Linked DNA regions of Hordeum vulgare: all the other regions are linked to region 1. The links are chromatin contacts, called in public Hi-C maps. All regions are on one chromosome and are shown on one strand. Each heading gives the region's core, a stretch centred on a gene start, on an enhancer-like site or on the middle of the called end of the contact. The rest is flanking DNA. Distances are from core to core; before and after follow the strand shown.

What was found. Hi-C and Micro-C count contacts between places; a contact is called where the count stands out from the background.
Region 2: a Hi-C map of leaf shows a contact between it and region 1, with 8 times the contacts expected there. The contact joins the promoter of LOC123444515 here to the promoter of LOC123444514 in region 1. A contact is called at or near these places in 3 of 6 Hi-C or Micro-C datasets (leaf and seedling) and 1 of 1 datasets of contacts at active chromatin or transcription factors (embryo).
Region 3: a contact with region 1 is called in a Hi-C map of seedling, with 5 times the contacts expected there. The contact joins the enhancer-like site here to the promoter of LOC123444514 in region 1. A contact is called at or near these places in 2 of 6 Hi-C or Micro-C datasets (leaf and seedling).

The regions. Positions count from the first base shown.
Region 1 is chr3H:501,841,181-501,844,485 of MorexV3_pseudomolecules_assembly, forward strand. LOC123444514 (lipoyl synthase, chloroplastic) reads left to right here and starts at 1,575. Exons shown (of 7, transcript XM_045121247.1): 1 at 1,575-2,303; 2 at 3,153-3,305. The coding sequence starts at 2,022.
Region 2 is chr3H:502,067,506-502,070,810 of MorexV3_pseudomolecules_assembly, forward strand. LOC123444515 (subtilisin-like protease SBT2.2) reads left to right here and starts at 1,852. Exons shown (of 10, transcript XM_045121248.1): 1 at 1,852-2,353; 2 at 3,277-3,305. The coding sequence starts at 2,106.
Region 3 is chr3H:501,640,544-501,643,848 of MorexV3_pseudomolecules_assembly, forward strand. No RefSeq gene overlaps it. Among protein-coding and RNA genes, the nearest start is that of TRNAR-CCG, 3.0 kb to the left of the region's middle. Within about 2 kb of position 1,503, at least 3 of the 3 cell types and tissues checked have open chromatin away from gene starts, as enhancers often do. A contact at or near this core is called in leaf and seedling, where this site is marked.

The DNA of each region.
Region 1 (3,305 bases), core at 325-2,824:
TGTGTGGTTCTCAGCCTTGCCACATCTCACTCCTGGCCCATCCATCAGTTGGATGTGAAAAATGCATTTCTCCACGACGCCCTCAACGAAACCGTCTTCTGCTCCCAACCAGCCGGTTTCGTCGATCCAAACTCCCCGGATCATGTATGCCGTCTCCACAAATCACTTTATGGCCTAAAGCAAGCTCCTCGCACATGGTTTCTTCGCTTTCAGGCCTTCTTACTCTCCATCGGCTTCCATGCATCCAAGAGCGACATGTCCCTCTTCATTCTCCATCGTGGTACCACACTTGCTTACTTGCAAGTTTATGTCGATGATATCATCCTCACCGCCAACTCCACTACCACGCTTCACACCATCATCTCCTCACTCAAGAACGAGTTCGCCATGACGGACATGGGTCCTCTCCACCACTTTCTTGGCATCAATGTGACGTCCACCAAGTCTGATCTCTTCCTGAGCCAGCAACAATACACGCTCGAGATCCTTGAGCGTGCCGACATGCTCAACTGCAAGCCCGTACCAACACCTGTTGACACCAGCTCTAAGATGTCCCTTACACACGGTCGCCTTCTCTCCAACCCAACACATTACCGGAGTCTGGCCGGGGCTCTCCAATATCTAACCCTCACACGACCCGACATCTCCTACGCTGTGCAACAGGTATGCTTGTTCATGCATGAACCGAGGGACACACACATGCAACTCATCAAACGCATCCTACGCTACCTGCAAGGTACGTCCCACTATGGTTTGCAGTTCTACCGATCCACATCCCTGGACTTGGTAGCCTACACCGACGCCGATTGGGCCGGGTGCCCCAACACTCGCAAGTCCACATCGGGGTTCTGCGTTTTTCTTGGGTCGAACCTCATCTCTTGGTCTTCTAAACACCAAGCCACCATCTCACGATCCAGCGCCGAGGCCGAATACAGGGGCGTCGCCAACTGCGTCGCCGAGTCTTGCTGGTTACGGCAGCTCCTAGCCGAACTACAACATCCTCCCACCCGTGCAACCGTGGTTTATTGTGCCAACATCAGCGCATCCTACCTCGCCTGCAACCCTGTACAACATCAACGTACCAAACATATCGAGATTGATTTTCACTTTGTACGTGATCGGGTTGCCATGGGAGACGTTCGCGTTCTCCACGTTCCATCAACCTCGCAGTTCGTCGATGTCTTCACCAAAGGCTTGCCATCGCTGGCGTTCAACGAGTTCAGAACCAGCCTCAACATCCACGGTCATGGAGTTCCGGCTGAGGGGGGGTGTTAAACTGTTGTAACGGCTTCGGTTGTGCATGCCTAGAATATAGGATCATAGATGCCCACAAGGCCTGCGTGCCGACTCCCATGGGTAGTCTCTCCTCCTCGTGTATATAAAGGCATGCTTTGTGTAATTGTAACCATCAGTGAATATATTACATCATTCAACTTGGTTAATAATTTTTTAAAGATTGGTTTAGCAATTGCTAAAGCACAACGTCATGTACATTTATAATTGAATCGTCAAAGTCGTCTTTATTAAATCGATAGTTATCATCTTATCAAAAGATGAGGACCCTTGCCTCTATCACAGTGCCTCCGAGTCGTCCTTTTGCGCCGTTGCCCTCAGCACCGGCCGCCACCGCTTCCCCAGCACCAGCCAACGCCCTGCACCCGGGCTCTGCTCCGCCCCGCCGTCCAACATCAGCCGCCGCCAGCTGCAGGCCTCCAGATCCTCGCGGTCGTCCCCCACCGGCGTGCTCCAGATCTAGAGATTTTGAGCCACCAGCCCACCGACGAGCTCTCGCTGCAATTTGAGCTCCTCAACCGTCAGATCACACGTATGGACGTATCTGATCGTTTGGGCGTCGCTCCCTTGCGTTCATCGGCAGCGTACCAAGAAAATACCTCTTCTACCCTCCACTCTCTCTGCAGACATCTCGTGGTCTGTGAGAGGTTGGCCGCCCACTCCGAGGGACAAAACTGGAACGCGCAAAATCTTGTGCAGTCCGTCGCCTGTCCGATTCGCCGGCCACGATGAACAGCTCGCTCGCGAGGCAGGTGGGCCCGCCGATCCGGCCCGGCTGCGCGAGCCACCGCGGTCGGTCCGGCTCGGTCCGGTGCCGCGCCGAGGCTGCGCCGCCGGCGTCCGTCTCCAGGACCGGGCCGTACACCGGGAGGGACCCGGAGGTGAAGAAGCCGGCGTGGCTGAGGCAGAGGGCGGCGCACGGGGAGAAGTACGCGCGGATGCGGGAGTCGCTCGGCGAGCTCAAGCTCAACACCGTCTGCGTCGAGGCCCAGTGCCCCAACATCGGCGAGGTACTATTCCACACGCACGGGTACACACCTCCCTCCGCAGCAATGCTTCGCTCGTGTGATCCAATCTTGCTTGCCTAGCATAATACTGCACGATCGGCACGAGGAATTCCTGCGAGACAGTAGCAACGGCGCGTTTGGCAATATTTGGGAAGGGGAATGGGAGTTTAGCCTAGGGAGTTGTATTGAAATTAGACATGGGATAAGTCGTTTTATTCCAAAACCTTTGTTTGGCGCATGATAGTAGTGATATGTGAGAATAAGAGGAGAATTGGTATTTCCTTGTTTGGTTCATGGGAATTGAGGCGGGACTAGATCAGGGAAGTGAACATAAGCTATGATGAAGGGTTAAGATTGACCCACTAAAACAACTAGACGATGCCCCGCGTTGCTGCGGAAAACTTGTTAAAAAATATATGGATGAATGTTAGAAAACTAATGTTAATGCAAAAAAACCATTATAAAAATGTTTTGCTTAATTAACTAGAAAAAAAATCATGCATGAGGGTATGTTTTGCATGAAAAGATGAATGAAAAAAGTAACTTATGATTACATGCATGATTTGATAATATGGCATTGTTGCATGGAGAGAAAAATTGGGTGGTGGGTTCTAGTTATTTAAGAATAGAAGATTCCCTCCCAACTCCCATCCCCTCCCCTGTTAATAAAACGGTGGGAGTTGGAGTCTCATGCCTATTCCTTTATAAACTCTCAATCCCCCTAACCAAACAGTAGATTTGAAGTCTCATACCCCTTTAATTCCCAATCTCTGACTCTAATTACCCCCAACCAAACAAGTGTTTGCTTTTGGTGTCGGGCTTAACGAAATCTGCTGCTTTTGCGGGGCGCAGTGCTGGAACGGAGGGGGAGGCGCAGGCGGGGAAGGGGACGGCATTGCCACGGCGACCATCATGGTGCTCGGCGATACTTGCACGCGCGGCTGTCGATTCTGCGCTGTGAAGACCAGCAACAGGCCTCCGCCGCCAGATCCCATGGAACCTCTG
Region 2 (3,305 bases), core at 602-3,101, 230 kb after region 1:
ACTGTCAACCAAATAGTAATCCATATTGTACTCATGTCCATTGATAGTATAGTGACAAGTAGGAGCTTTTCCTTCACTCAGCCTCTTAAATAACGACGATCGGTGCAACACATTAATGTATTTGTGAGACCCGGGCATGCCAAAAAAAGTGTGCCAAATCCAAAGATCATGTGATGCAACTACTTCAAGAATGATGGTGGGCTTCTTAATATGACCCTGATATTTCCCTTGTAAAGTATTCGGACAGTCCTTTCATTCCCAATGCATATAGTCAAGAGATCTAAGCAATCTTGGCCACCCTCTTGCTTTGGAGATTGCCAAGAGCCTCTCGCTGTCTGCCACAGTTGGTTCTCTCAGGTACCGAGGTCGGCACACCTCGACCATAGCAGTGGCAAATATGACCATGACACCTTCGCACGTGCTCTCAAACATCCGTAGGTATTCGTCCCACGAATCAGCGGTCGTGCTATATGCAAGCATCCGGAGTGCGACCGTGCACTTCTGGTAACCAGAGAAGCCAATCGTTCCTACGACGCCCTTCTTCAGAATGAAGTGGTCATCGTATGATTGGACACCATGGTACAAACGATCGAAGACAATGATGCACATCCAAAAACACCAGCGAAAATGGTCAACGAATAGTGCATCGAGGGCAAAGTAGTCGACCATTAGTGTCAAATGCCCCCGCGTGCTGTTGCGGTTGAGCACTCGATGACCCTTGATCGAGCCCTTGAAATTGAGAACATGCTCCTCCGCACGCTCTGCGTTTCAAGGACCACGTGCATCATCGCCGTCTCATGGGAGGAGTAGTCCTCCTCGTTCGACGACTCAACATAATGCTCGTATATGTACCTCAAATCGAAATCCATCGGTAGAAAGAAGAAGGGACAACTATTTTCAGCTCCAGCGATTCATCAAACAATTGCCGAGCATTATGAGAATACCAGTAGAGGATGGTACCTGGCGGGGCGGTCAGAGGACATGAGCTGAACGGAGACGGAGGAGAACCGACTAGGAGCCCGCTAGAGCGCCGGAGGGTGATAGAGACGCGGAATTCCGGTAGGGGTGTGGCGTGGTGGAGCGATAACGAAGGCAAGAGAAAAAATGGAGAAAAATGAGGAGGATTGGGTCACATGGTCCATGAAGGATTTTGGATGGGCCAGGGATGACGGATGATGACATTTTTCGTGTCCGAATTCGCGCAAACATGCCCCGCTTTTTCCGGTTTGTGAAAAAAATCATGTCCGGACTATCTCGCATTGGATGGCTCCCACAGTCCGGACGGATGCGGGTGACTTATGGGTCCGACTTGAATATGTGCTAACAGAAATCGGAGGAGGAAAGTTATTTTTTTCCTGAGAAAAAAAACTGGCACCGGAAGCTTCTTTTCACCGTTTTTTGTGCGAGTTCCTTTGCTCTACGGTGAAAATGTAGACGTGGTGCAAAGCCGGCGGGCGAACAGCTGGAAATCACTGCGCAATTCCCGAGGCTGTAGAAATCCGAGGTGTCCCCTCCCCCAAGTTTCCTTCCTCGAAATATGAGGTGTCCCCTCCCCAAAGATCGTACCAGTACGCATTTTCATCGTACGTACGTACGTACGTAGTATACATCATCTCTCTTTCTTCCTTCCCGGAAAGCTGATCCTGTTATTACTGTAGCCACCACCTTCCACCCCTTTCACACAAGCATACTGTAGTAGTATCATGATACTCCAATACACCACCAAATTACAGCACAATACAGAATACACCCCAGGAGTCAGGACCAGGAGGCACCGGCGCACAGCAACAAAAGACCAACAAGGTGGAGGCGCCCACGCCAAAGCGGCGGCAGCACCGCAGCAGCAGCAGGCGAGGAGTGCTTTGGCCGCTGCAGTGGTCACTTCTTTATTGCGTGCTCCCCTCCCCCTCCTCCACTCCCCACGCTTGACTCGGGCACACGGCTTAAAAGCGCACGCCTCGCTCGCCCCTCGCCATTATTCCGCCGCGTGCAACACCACCAGTCCTCCTGCTCCCATGGGCGACGGGTGCAGCTAATCTTCCTCGGGGATTCCTGCCGCCCCTCCCCCTCTGGAGCTTCGGGGCGGCGAGGCGCGCTCTGAGGCAATGGGGGTGGCGCGGAGGGAGCAGCGGGCTGCCCCCCTCCTGTGGGCGGCGGTTCTTGCGGTGGCGCTGCTGGCCGGCGCACGCGGCGGCTCCGAGGAGGGCACCGCGGTGTACATTGTGACCATGCAGCAGGCGGCGGTGTCCCACAAGCGCCTCGACCCGGAGAGGGTTGGGAGCAGCAGCGTTGCCGCCGGCGGCGGCGGCGGCGGAGGGGATAACCCGGCCACCAGCATCCTCAGGAAGCCGAGGTGGGCGTCTCTCTTGCCGAAAAGTTCCCCAGTTCTCGTGCGTCTATATAGTGTCAATCAATCCCCCCCTCACTTTTTTTCCTGTGATTTTCGCCTCTTCGATTCCGCAGTTTGCTCTTAGAAAAACTGATTCCCCCGAGAAAATAGCACTTTACTAATCAGGGGCAGTTTTGGCCAAATTTGATTATGCTAGTATTATTCAGGTGATTGGGATGTCACTGCAGCCGTATTTCTTAATCAGCCGACTACTATGTTTACATTGTATGTAATTACTACTAGTTGAAATTCATTTTTTTACCCTCATTTGCATCAATGTATGAACTGATTATTCTCAACCATATATTTGATCAGGCCCACTTAGTTTCTCTAAGGTGAAAATTGCAGGTTATTTATCAGTACAGTAATTAACCGAAGTCACCTTTACACTTTACTCCCAAGATATATATATATATATATATATATATATATATATATATAGAGAGAGAGAGAGAGAGAGAGAGAGAGAGAGACAGCTGGAAACCCTTTTTTCTTAGGAAACCGTGCACCTTTTTGTTTTGTTTTGACAATTGGCTAGTGCAGTCATCTTAACATACTCCTACTGTATGTAGTACTTATTTACTAGCCAGTACATTTATTAACAACAACTTGAAAGTACCCATAGAATATCTAAAATTTTGATTTTAGAATGTCTTTCCTTTTTGGATTGACATAACTTAATTCTTCCGGTCTCTACTTTCGTCTACTTGTTGCGTGCTACAATGAAGTGTCATTCTTCAACAGGTTTTGGCTAAAAATAGTATATTTTCTGACGATTAATTATTGATTTAACTTCTTATCTGAGAAGGTCCAGCAGTTATTTTCCATGGAATGACATGAGTGCGATTTATTTCCTTCTCATTCTAATATTAACCATGGTAATGCAGGCATGCTTCACCTGAATCTGTGAATTATG
Region 3 (3,305 bases), core at 253-2,752, 200 kb before region 1:
TTTTGATGAATAATTTGTGTTTCTTGTATTTAATTTTGACTTCATGCAGCATGTTAAACATTGTGGTGCAATAGGTCAAGTGGTAAGGATCCCAAACAATCCTTCGTAGGAGTTCGAATCCTTGACGCATCGAAGGTTTTGATAAATTCCGTACTGTCTCGCTGTTAACCCAGGAAATGGACCGGCCCATTCAGATCCCGCCCTGCACGGAATCTCGTGTTTTGTACGCCCACGAGCGTCAGCTAGAGGCTCTCGTGGAACTGGCCCTCAGCAAAGAGCAACGGTCGCAACCAACACCTCGACCCCGCAGCAAACGTGGCCGCGAAAGCGAGCGAACCCACCGCCCATCCGCCCGCGTCCATCCACGCCGCGAGCACGACCGCACGAGCCCGCCGCCCGGCGCACGCCCATCCATCCATGATCCATCCATCCATCCATCCCCACGCCCTCCCCTCCGCCCCCCACGTGCCGCCGGCCGGCCACGCGGCGCTCGCGAGCGCCGTCCCGTCTCGACGTCGACGCCTCACGTGCGACGACCGGCAGGCGACGCGTGCCGAGCGGAGCGGCGTCCACTTCCCTTTCCCGAAAGAAAGACGATGCCACGCCCTTCCTTGCCTTTCCCGGCCATCCCGTTCGACCCACCACCGGCCGCCCCGTTGACGCGCGACCGACCACCGCCAGACCCGGTCGGTCCCGGGTAATTAGGTAGGCATGGCGTGCCCGCAGTTCCCTCCGTCCACGCCGCGGCCGGAGACACGGGTGGGCGGCCGGCCGGCGACCGTCGTGGGCTGGGATCTGAGCGTGGCCGCGTGCCATGCGTGCGTGACGCAACCGACGCGGACGCCGGCACGCCAACGCTGCCGCTGGCGTGGACGAGCGAGCCCCCTTTTCCTCGCTGCGCGTTCCGCTTTGTTCCGTGTGAAGCAAAAGCAACGCCCGGTGGGGCGGCGGGTTAGTATTGTATAACAAGCGGCCAGGCACAAGACTTTTGGATCGCGATGAAAGGATTGCGTTCCGGTTAAGCTCGGGCCGGTGCCAACTTGTTTGCTTTCGTACGATCCGCCTGGTGTTATCCATCGCTGCTTCTTCTCGGTTGCAGCGTACGGACTCGCCCTACCGTGGCCATGATGTGCCGCACGCCCCGATCAATGCGGGAGGAAGTGCGTTTTTTATTTGTACAGCCACCATGTGCGTGTGGGTTCGGGTTTCCTGGGATCCAATGCGCGAACCAGCAACGTGCATCCTCGTGGCCGTGGGTAATAATCGTAAACAAAACCCAGCTGGTAGATACTAGAACACGAAGAAACATTCATCGAGCAATTTTTTAGGGTGGGGGTCCGTTTACCCGATGGAGTTGTTTTACAAGCGCTACGAAACGGGAACGGGAAAGAAACGAACAAACAAGCCTTAGCGGCAGCTCGGTGGGATCGGATCAGGCCAGATCGCACCGCGTCCGGCGAGCGCGCAGCGAAGACGACACGGGGTGATGGCCGCGAACGACGGCAGATACAGCCGCTGCAGCTACCGCGGAAAGGGACGGGAGAGAGGAGGAGGAAAAGGACGTGCGTGCGTGCCTTGTCCAAAACCAGAAGGAAACGCACAACCATCTCATCTGCCTGCCTACCTGTGCACTGCTCACCCCTTTCGGCCGGCCTTTTTCCCGCACTCCTTGCTCGCTCACGATGCGTGTCACACCAACGCGGTTTTGCTTTGGTCTAGACGGAGGGGGAGAGACGCGCGATGCATGGGTGAGATCTAAGGTGGCTCCTGCAGATGCTGTCCCGCCACTTCTTCTTTTGAGAAAAAGGTGTTATCCTTGTTTTTTAAGGGGAAAATAGGTTACCCTATCCTGCTCGCAAGCTTCCATCGAGACGTACGCGACTTCCACCGGTAGCTCGTAAACCAAGCCGCTCCATCTAATCAAGCTTCTTTGAAACCAACCAACTCTGGCCAAGTATGTGCGGTGTGTAAAGATGTTGAAAAATCACTCTTTATATAATCCATATCAGTCCCTTGGCTCATCTACGTATCGCTCCTTTGGCAGGATATCAATGTACACTTGCAAGAGTCACACGTGCAGTTTTACCATCAGCTTAGTTAGATCATCTATGACCGTACTTCACAAGTCCGTTTCCCTATACGCATGTGGGGGCGTCCGAACGCTTTCGCAAACAGAGCCCGCAGGCTCATCATATGGGCAGCCAAACATCAACATACGTGAAACGCTGATCCTCAAATTTATGCAGTTTATGCACGTTGATCATATAATACAGATTGTCTCATTCGTCAGTTTAAAAGAAAGTAAAGTAATCATAGTTCAACAATTCAAACATGATAATATAAAATCAGTGTCCGAGCATACAGAATGCCTTGGCCGGATCACTCGTCGGACGTCGTCCATGTGTCCTGCTTTGCCCGCATCCTTGACGCAGTCTCAGCCTGCATCCTTGCTGCATGCTCCGTCTTCATCCTCGCCGAATGCTTCGCTGCCGCCCTCGCCGCCTCGTACTTCGTACTTCCTACGCTCGTTGATTTCCTTTTTCTTGTCCGCAATTCACTTCTTTGCATGCTCATCTAAGAGGGTGTCGTCCGCCAACATGATCTTTGGCATCCTTCGTGTCCCGTGTCAATTGCAACCTCTTCTTTTCAAGCTCAATCTCTTCAAATGTATTGGCCTTCTTGAACTCTCATTTGATCATCGCCTCTTGCTTTTCCAAATCGATTTTACCCCTTTCAATTTCCAGCTTCTTCTCCGCCCTCGTCTGGTTCCAGTTCATCCTCTCTTTCCGCGCATCCAACATGAGTTTGTACCTCTCATGTTTCTTGTTCTCCTTCATCGAAAAATGCCCCTCCATATGGACGATATTTTTGTAGTCGCGGCGTCACGGGATGCCCTTGCCTTCTCCCACTTTTTTCCCATGACTTGCCGGTTACTCTTCGGCACAGTGGCTTTTCCATTCTCGACGATGATGTTGTCCTCCTCATTGTCCAACCCAATTGACTCGTGTGAACTTGAGTCATCATTTCTGTTCTTGTCAGCCTTGAGATCGGACACAAGTTGTGTTCACTTTGGCACTTCGTTCAATAAAATCCACAAATGGCTAAAAGCAAACGACTTCTTCTCCGTTTTGTGATACATAGTGACCACCACTGCCACCTAGGAAACAACATATGTATGAGCACGAGAATGCAAACACAAGATGTATATGCAAATGATGACAACATGAAGCAATTGAGGTTATGTGAGTTGCCTCTATCATCCCACTTTGAGGGCGTTTGGTCACTTCTAAGTAGTAGCCAATGTA